2 separate regions of the Gasterosteus aculeatus genome follow, and region 2 is linked to region 1. A link is a contact called in public Hi-C data. All regions are on one chromosome and are shown on one strand. Each heading gives the region's core, a stretch centred on a gene start, on an enhancer-like site or on the middle of the called end of the contact. The rest is flanking DNA. Distances are from core to core; before and after follow the strand shown. Region 1 overlaps kaznb (kazrin, periplakin interacting protein b). Region 2 overlaps kaznb (kazrin, periplakin interacting protein b).

Region 1 (4,608 bases), core at 981-3,480:
AGGCCACGCAGCGCTTACGTTGCACAGGGAGTGGGTCCGGTGACGAGGGGAGTTGATGTCGCTGGGCGTAGAGGAGCGGTCTCCGTCGGCTGCGGAGGCGTCAGAGATGACAGACGGCTGCCGAGAGTGGCAGGGGCTGATCCTGACCACGGCTGGATGTGCCACGCGCACATGTGCAAACAAACATTTATCCGCACGTGGAGAAAATACCCAGTTAGTAAGAAGTTAAAGTAAGAGAAACCTCCAGGAACCACTTTTGTTAGTATGTTTTTGTCTTTTAAAAAGCAACACACAGCGGCATGGGGACAGAGGAGCCGAGCAGGCGGAGCGGGAGGGCTCACCCTGTCTGTCCGCGGCGTGTCCGTGGTAGAGGGTCTGCTGGCTCTGGCGGATGGCCGCGGTGAGCGGCAGATCGGCCTGCATCACCCACTCCTGACTGCCGTTCACCACGGGCTCCGGGGGCACGGCCAACGAGTGCCGCTTCGGTACGTCTTTTGTCAAGGTGGCCAGGGACTGTTTTGCCTGGGAACGAGACACGGGAACATGAGCATGAACATGCCCACACACATTTTGTAAGATTTTTTTTAATTCAATTCAAATTGACTTTTTTTCGGAGTCCTAGTCTGTATTTCTTCAGGTCTGTTGTGCATTGTGTTAAACACTCCAAATGTTCCATATGAACAGCTTTTGTAGATAAACCATGAGAACTGTTTGCATGCGATAATGTGTGCAACCACACACTCAAACGTCCACCGTATTGTTTCTGGATTTACATTTTCAGTAGGAAGAAACAGTTAGAGGAATAGAGCCGGTCCTTCGTGGACTGGGAATGTTAGCAACAATAAAAATATTGAAGAACAGCAGTGCTATCCCTTTGCAGATTGTGCCAAAGCTGTAGCCTACATGTTTTCCACTGGATTACTGGAAGACTATGAACGGGCCTTTGGTGGGCACTTGGTGGTAAGATGAACAGATGGCAACACAAGGATCTTAAGAAGAACAAATAAATATGTTTTGCATCTTTGTTGCCCGCTTGCTTGACAGCGACGCAGCTCTTGCACTCATGTACCTACGAAAGGAAGCTTGACCTGAGGATCTGTGGGTGGCTATGACCCGAGAGAGGAGAGAGATTGATGACACACAGACAACTGTACCTCAGAGGCACTGACGCGGCGTGAGGATGCAGCTCACCGCACGTGTTCGAACAGATATGAGCACGGCCACATGATCACAGACCCTCGCCCGGTTTGCGTTTATGGCCTGAACACCAGAACCTGAACACTTGCTAATTCAAAAAAAAAGTTGCGACTAGCGGTCGTCTGCCAGGTGACTCACCATGGTGAGCTCGGCCTCCAGCTCTTTGACCCGGTTCTCCTTCATGTCCATCTGAGAACGCAGGATGTTGGCCTGCTCTGTTGCTTCTTTGGTCTGTCTCCTCAGGTCCCACTTCTCCCTCTCGAGCATGTCCTTCTCCTTCGCCAGGGCTTTTACTGCATCCTCACTCTCCTGAGGAACACACACACACGCACACACACACACACACTTAATTCTTGCCAAGCTCAGTGAACAGTGGAGCATTTCAGTCAGCAAGCATATCAGATGTACATTCCGTGTTACAAACCATTTTAAAGAGTGTATTGGTCAAAAAGGGTGGTATACCGTTACACTATATAGATAAATGGGTCGGGCCGCTCTTACCTTCCGGTGCTGGTCGTAGTTGCGTATGAATTCTCGCAGCTGGTCGTCTCTGCTCTCCAGTGTTGCGTACAGCTGCTGCATCTGACTCACCAAGTCCGCCTTCTCCACTTTTAGACGCTTACGATCAGCTTTCATGGCTGCGCACACACACAGAACAACGCATTCCTAAACCGATGGCCGCATCCAGGTGTAAATCAAGAATCCCTTTAACCTGCAATTCTAATGTCAAACGGATGTCAAGAGATTTGTAAGTCAGAAACCAGCCACTAGGTGGCACTCTACCTTCTGTTAAGGAAGCGACGCAGCTGATGATTTATTTGTTGTTTTGTGTTAGACAAGGTGATGAAATCCTCCCAAAATATAATTGGAGTGGAACATATTCATTCATACATTTAACTGTTTCGGCTGGCGGATTGTTGGCTCATCCCGGAGAAGACCAATTGGATCGGATTTCTTTCAACATCCAGAGACAACTCAGCAGCGATGATGCAACAAGTGGGCCCCTTTGCCAGCAATGATAATAACAAGGGTGCCTTGAGAGTTTGTGCTCAGCAGAGAGACGAGGCTGGGACCTGTACATTTCACAACTGCACACAGGTGTCACGCAGGAGACAATCCCACTGACAACGTTTCAGTCTTTCCATATTTTACACTCAACATTCAAACCTGTTTTTCCGCAGTTACTCAATACAGTCCTCCGGCTCGCAGTTTACCTCCTGCAACTCAGAGCAGGCGGTGAGTGTATGAAGGAAGCCCACATTGGTCTGCAGTTTTCTCCAAAGTATCCATGTGTGTGGGTCTCACGTGTGAGGAGGATTGCTTTTACTCTCTGGGTGGATTTGTTGCTTTGTTTGTTGAAATGAATGCTGCATTCTACAATGCTGCAAGCTTTTATGTGGGAGTGAAGCTTCTGTTGCATGATTGATTAAGATCAATCAAGATATGGTGAACCTGGAGTCCTCTTGGCTGCAGGTGCAACAACACATACTTCTGAGTTGTACCAATGTCGAAAACACATGCGCATATCCAGTTTCTCTTGTCTACCGTCATAAAAAGCCGGTTGTAAACATAATAATGGATCATGTTTCTCTGATGTTTCTCTGTTGCCATTTGTGTGCACATGTTTGACACCTTTTACGCATAAATCCAAAAATATTAAATGTATTTTTTATTGCCATCATATTTTTTGGTCTCACATAAAAAAAAAGCATGGACTTAACCACCTGAAGATACATGTGTTACAGACAATGTGATTCCAGATTATGTATTTAACTATATGAAGCGAAAATATTTAGGGCATCTTACTTTACACGATGAAAACAGATATCGACTCGCCGCTGAGTTGAGCCCTGTTGTTCATTTTATATTTCAATACAGATCAAGGCGAGCTTGAGTGCCATGAAAGACTCCAGACTTCAAATAAATATATTAGTATATCATTGTTGGGTTTTAACCACTCAATGTCACAACTGGAAGCAATGTCAGTCTGGAGAAAGAAAACGGGGTTTTTTAATGGACTGTAACAGATTGAGCTTACCGGGAGCAAGGCAACGCTTCTTAGTGAGATAAGAATGGTGGATGAACAAAGGGCAGTTCGTATAGTTGGAAATCCACTGTCTTTGCTCTATAGAAATATTAGTGAATTAGTTAAAATGTGATTCATTAAATTATAGCTTACTAGTTATTGTAGATAAATAAAATAAAATAAAATGTGCTGGTCTAGAACAAGACACTTCAAAACAACGATTTGGATTTGTTAACATTTTGAAGAACTCGATTGAAAGGCCATATTTCTTTCCAGTACATTTTTGATAGGAAATGTAACGGGTCACTGTCAGAATGTACATAATTCTGTGTATGTGCCACATCGGGTTTATCGGCAATCCCATAGAGGGAACGTGTATCATGACAAAAAGACAGACTAGTTATTTTCTTTGCGGAGATAAAGAGGGTTCCATTACAACAACATCTGGCGTGATGGAATTCTAAAGCATGGGAGGTCATACCAACAGCACAAACCGCTCTCTTTGCTGTATATAAACGGTGACTTTTCTCCTCAGGAAAGAACGGAGAGCGGAGATGAGGAGATAAAAAAAAGCAGCGCTCGTTGGCTCCTGACCTTGTAAGGCCTCCTTGGCTCGGTCCAGCTCCTGCTCCTTGTCACCCAGCTGCACCCGGAGCTCCGTGGCCGAGAGCAGATTGGCAGAGCAGCCTCCCTGGGTCTCCTCCAGGTCCTTACTCAACATGTCCTTCATTTGCCTCAGCAGGTGGACCTCCTCTTGAAGCTGCACCACCTCCTCACGCAACAACACTGAGGGAGAAAGAGAGCGATTCAGAATTTAGAGTATTCAGGGAAACTTCAGGGAAACCGTGGGCTTTTTGAGAATATGAAATTATAAGAGATGAAACTAAGAAGAAGCAAAAAAAGAGAGGAGGAAATAAAACAACAACAAAAAAGGAGAATGGTGTAAAATCGAGAAGAAAAAATAAATGTACAAGCAGCGGAAAATCAAGCTTATATTGGACACCTGGAATCGAACAAATGAACAACAAACACTTGAGGTGTGCTCTTCAGTGCGGTGTTTTTCATCCCTACCGATATGCCTCCCAACCCTCAGGGACAACAGTGAAAACCAACAAGAGCAAGAAACTAAGGAGAGGACACAGCAAACAGAGCAGGGAACTAACGGACCGGGGGGCTGGACATGTTTGCTGAGCAGCAGAGAGAGAAAAGATGGAATAGATAAAAATCGTTTTTCATGGGCTGAATGTCAGTCCAGTGAGGGAAGTACATACCAGAAAGAGAGGTACACATGTCATGATGATTTATACTGCACACACACGCTTCTTTTTTTACAGAATGATTTCCACAAAGACCAAAAACTGAGCTAAAACAAACAACTTCACTGT
Region 2 (4,608 bases), core at 1,386-3,885, 50 kb after region 1:
CGCCGTGGAGGCCAAGGTGCGACCTGGAGAGGAGCACCTATTATCAGTTGCCAAACTCATCTCGTCTGTCGTCCCCTAGTTCCACTCAAAGGCCTTGCAGCCATGTTCTCCTTCCACCTCTCATGGTGTGGTAATGACGAACGCTCCGTCAGCCCCTCCACTCGCTGAGAACGGTCGACGGGGGTTGCGGACGAAACGCAGTGCCAGAGGTCTTCGTGATAAAGGCTTGTCTGCAGGACTCTGGGGGCGTTGGAGGGACAGAGGATGCAGTGAGGAGGGTTTAGCTATCGACTTCTAAAGGAATGGGAAATGAAAGTCTGCTGATGGAGAATACAATTCTTCCACTCTATCAAAAATGATCATTTTTGCTTCTTGCCGCATTTCCCTTAGGCCTCAATTCTGCGCCCTGCTGGCCGTTTTCTATCATTGCCTCTTCTCTTAGTGGTCCCCATCATGTATCACCACATTGCAGCTTTCTGCTCAATTCCCCTTTATTGTGGTCATATTTTGTCTTCAACGGTTGGACATGTTGCAGTCCTCTCCAATGACATGCAGATCCCGGTGAGATCACTGAGCTGGCATCCACAGAGAAGGTGCATCTTTTTCACTATCAACTAATTGAGTTTCCCATGAATGAGTCTCCATTTCTTACCTTTTCTGCTGCAGGGTACACAATCACACGTATTGCTCGAGATGTGAAACATAACTTAAAGCGTTATAATCATCAACTCAATCATCCAGGTAGCGTGGAATAGATTGTAGTTGTAGCGGCAGCTTAATCACTGTCCTGATTCAAGGGAAATATCAACTACAGGTCATAACTATCGGCCGGCTGTTGAATGGAGCCCAGTAGCTGTCCCTGGGTGATGCTACAAGAGGATGTCCCTCAAGGTAAAACCTCATCCATTGGCAGACCGTGCTCCATCCATCTCTCTCTCTCTTTCTTCTCTCAGAGCTGCACAGTGATTTTCAGAAGGGAAACTGCAGTGGAAGTCAACCTGACAGAGCTCTCCCTGTTGATTTATGATGGACGTTTAGTTATGTATTGGCCAATCATTGCAGGCTGCTGAGAACAGGTGAGATTACAACTCCCAGGACTACTTGGAGCAAGCTCGGATAAAGAGATGAAGATGTTATTCTGTGAATAACAGAGAGTTTGGGGGATGCTTCTTCAATGTTAAACAATTCATCTTCAACTAATAGAACAGAAGTTGTAGTAGAAAGAGGCAGCTTGACGTGTTGGGGGAATAAGCCTATTTTCTTTCCTTTGAATGATTCCACTCGTGTCTGTGTGTTAAATAAGGAGCTGCAGGCTTAGCCTGGTTCAGCAAAAAGCCTGCAAACAGGAGGGAAGAGGCTCGACGTCAACTCATTAAATACACTACCAGGCACAGTGCACAGATCATATGTTCTTATGAACTGCACAGACGTGCGAGTGCTGTCGATCAAATGTGCATTAACCAAATGTAAGACTGTGTCTTCACGTGACCAAAGCCAGTGAACAGCATGCAGCAGCAGACGCAACCGTCCGTCTACACTGCAGTCAAAACATTTTTAGAGACCAAACAGGGATTCTCTGCACCACAGAAGACCACTCCCAGGTTAAATGCAGCACTGCAGGCAAATAACCCACAGAGAGGTTTAGGAGAGGGAAGGCTGTGCAGTACTCACAGCTGGTACCGGGTGTATTGATAAGGAGCTTATCACCTTGTCGGTGTGCGAAACGGCAAATCTGCAGAGGCTTTTGATTGAGAGGCTCCTCTTACTATCATGTGTTCCCACTCTAGAGGACAATTCCAATGAGTAGTAACTCTGAAGGACAATATTACTCCATCAAAGCTTCGTTGGTGTCTTCATGCAGCTACTTTGTATGCACGCCAAACACTGCACACTGTTTCCAATCTCTGGTCGCCTACGTGACATCCTCAATGTCCTTCTCAGGGAAAATGCCCATTGCGAGAAGAGAAATACTACCGAGTCCAATTACTGTCTCAGTATTGTCTTTAAGTGCTACAGTCTGGCACGGAATGAAAAAAATAATCGAAATGTTTAAAACATCGATAACATAATAAACTAATCGTCCATTTTAAATTCAAGCTTAGAGTTGCTGTGTTCCAGGAATGACTTCCTTTATTCGCTAATGCTACAAGATATAACACTTGTTGGAACAAGTGGAAAAATGAGCAACAGGGGAAGGAAGCGGAGAGAAAGATAAAAAAAGGGGCAGAGAAATGGAGGGGCATATCGAGTGTGAGAGAGAGTCAAAACATGTGAAGTCATTTATTATATTTCAACATTTATCTCTGCGAGAGAGAGAGAGAGAGAGAGAGGAGTTATCAGGAGGACTAAATTGAAAGACATCCAAGCGTGCAGTAGGAGTCAGTAAAAGGAACACACTCTCTCAGTACTCCGGGCTTCGCATACTGTTCGGCTTGAAGGGCCTTTCGTGAACATACAGTATGTTCACGCATGCACGCACCTGTGCTCACATACACGTGCACACGCAGAGATGGCTTACATGCAAAAGCAATTAAACGCAAACCACAACAGTGAGGAAGAAGTGCCAACCTGACAGCAGGACTTTGATTATTTTAATTAGAGGAATATGGCTGACTCATCCGCGAATGTAATTGGAGGAAAAAGAGGTTCGTTCTGCTGCCTGAAAACCGGTTTTAGGCTGCGACGACAGTCAGAGGCTACGACTACTTTACATGTGCTTTAGCGCAAAAGGGCAAAGCACTTATGCAAATGTGTTTGCAGAGACAAACTATGCTGATGAGATACTTTTATAATATGCGTTTTATTTAATGGCTCCGACTTATTCTAATTGAAAATGTATCTGACTTAAATGTGTTTAATCGGCTGTCTCCTGCAGCAGCCGGGAGTTACATTAATCTTCATGCTGTATTGAGTTTGTGTGACTAGTTTGGCTCAGAGAGTTGGGATCTTGTAAGGGATTATAACAGGATATTAATAAAACCCATGGAAAGCAAAACAATGAAAGTATTCTTTCTGTTCCAAAAAAAAATGCATGTGGGCAAACCGATTACCATAGTATCATTTTATACATTCATGCTGGATAAATGAATATGCTTCAGTAAATGTTCCCAAACAGTATCTTGTAATCTAGATTTAGATAGTTCAAGACGTGTTCGGGTAAACATGTGTGCCGACTTGTTGTCTGTTGGTATGTGTGATTCTGCCTGGGAGATGAGAAGAAAATGGCGACAAACACACAGTCAAATGACAGTGGGAGTGAAGATGGAAGCAGCAGGAGAAAAACAGTGTTTGTTGGTCCAGAATAAAAGGCAGTTTGTTTACCAAAGACAACAACCACATTGGACTGTGATTCGTTAACACCATTGAAAACGTAATGATTTATCTTATTTCTCCCTAAAGAGAAAAGCCATTTCTAAACATAAGCCACTGTTGTGGTGGAGGAGCTGGAGAGTACGGTGAAGGGCTCTCACACTTAAATACACAGCAGCACAACTGATACATCCTCTGGATTCAGCTGCATAACTTTGGATAAATATACAACATGTCCTCCTCCCCCTTTGCTGCTAAAATCACATTCTACTGTCACTTATAATGCAAACTATGTTTTTAAAAGTGCACTATCGAATGTCACCTATAAGAAAAAAAGTTGTAAAAGCTAACGCCACCAAAACAATCTTCATAAAGGTTAATTATTTTATTCATCTTAAATTATAAGATCAATTTAATTTAGACGTTAAGCTAAATTCCTTGGGTGATTGCATTGCATAAGAGAATGTCTGCCTTTGTTTTTTCAAAAGAATAACAATTACAGCTCAGACAAAAGCACCTGTCTGGCATTTTGTGTCACTAAAATATATTCTGTGCGGTTCATTAATAAAAAATACCATCTGCTCACCAAAATAACATCTCCAAGATTCACAACGGAGCAGAATCTCCCTCTAGGGAACTGGAAAAAGATGTTAAGATTCAGTAACAGTGATGCATGATTATGCATGTGTATGGGCTGATGGAAACGTGAAGCACTCAAACTACAATAGGTGGACAATCCAGGCAGAGCAAAGTGTGGCATCTCACAACTTCCTACGTGAAGACCGTAGGAGAGCGGGAGAGGATTCAGAGTGGTGGAGGGCAATCACACTCATGAATACTAACGAGGGGAAGAACAGAATAGCACATTAGGGACATGATTCATTACACAGGGACGCATGTGGCACAATCACAATGACTGCCTCCATTTCTAATAATAAGCTCAGGCAAACATACTGAAATGAGTTTTGTCCGTTATGTGTTTGACATTTCTGATCCTGTTTGCTGCATTCACACTTTGTCATGCTTTCTCAGCGTTTAAACATCTGTGGCCTGTTTACGCATTCAGCATGTCATCGTGTTCACAGGGAGTGATGAGATGAAGCACGGTATTAATGTATGAGCAATGGGGTAAATTGATGGGGGGGGGGGATTAGGGCCAAGTTGAGCATCACAAAATGACAAAATCATGCACAAAGTAAACACATTTAAATGGACTAAACATGGAAGACCGAAGAAGAATTCCCACAGATTTAAGCATCAAAGTCTGAATATATACTTATACTTCTGTTACTGTAAGGT

The links. A called contact is a pair of places that touch in the nucleus more often than the background predicts.
Region 2: a contact with region 1 is called in a Hi-C map of whole body, with 4 times the contacts expected there. The contact joins two enhancer-like sites. A contact is called at or near these places in 6 of 6 Hi-C or Micro-C datasets (blood and trunk muscle, liver, skeletal muscle and 2 more).

Annotation. Positions count from the first base shown.
Region 1 is chr17:9,006,906-9,011,513 of fGasAcu3.hap1.1, forward strand. It overlaps kaznb (kazrin, periplakin interacting protein b), which reads right to left. Exons shown (of 9, transcript XM_078092027.1): 5 at 3,818-4,009; 6 at 1,699-1,835; 7 at 1,336-1,506; 8 at 342-522. Among protein-coding and RNA genes, the nearest start is that of LOC144383002, 4.5 kb to the left of the region's middle. Within about 2 kb of position 2,231, at least 5 of the 9 cell types and tissues checked have open chromatin away from gene starts, as enhancers often do.
Region 2 is chr17:9,056,471-9,061,078 of fGasAcu3.hap1.1, forward strand. All of the region lies in intron 2 of kaznb (kazrin, periplakin interacting protein b), which reads right to left. Among protein-coding and RNA genes, the nearest start is that of kaznb, 21 kb to the right of the region's middle. Within about 2 kb of position 2,636, at least 1 of the 9 cell types and tissues checked has open chromatin away from gene starts, as enhancers often do.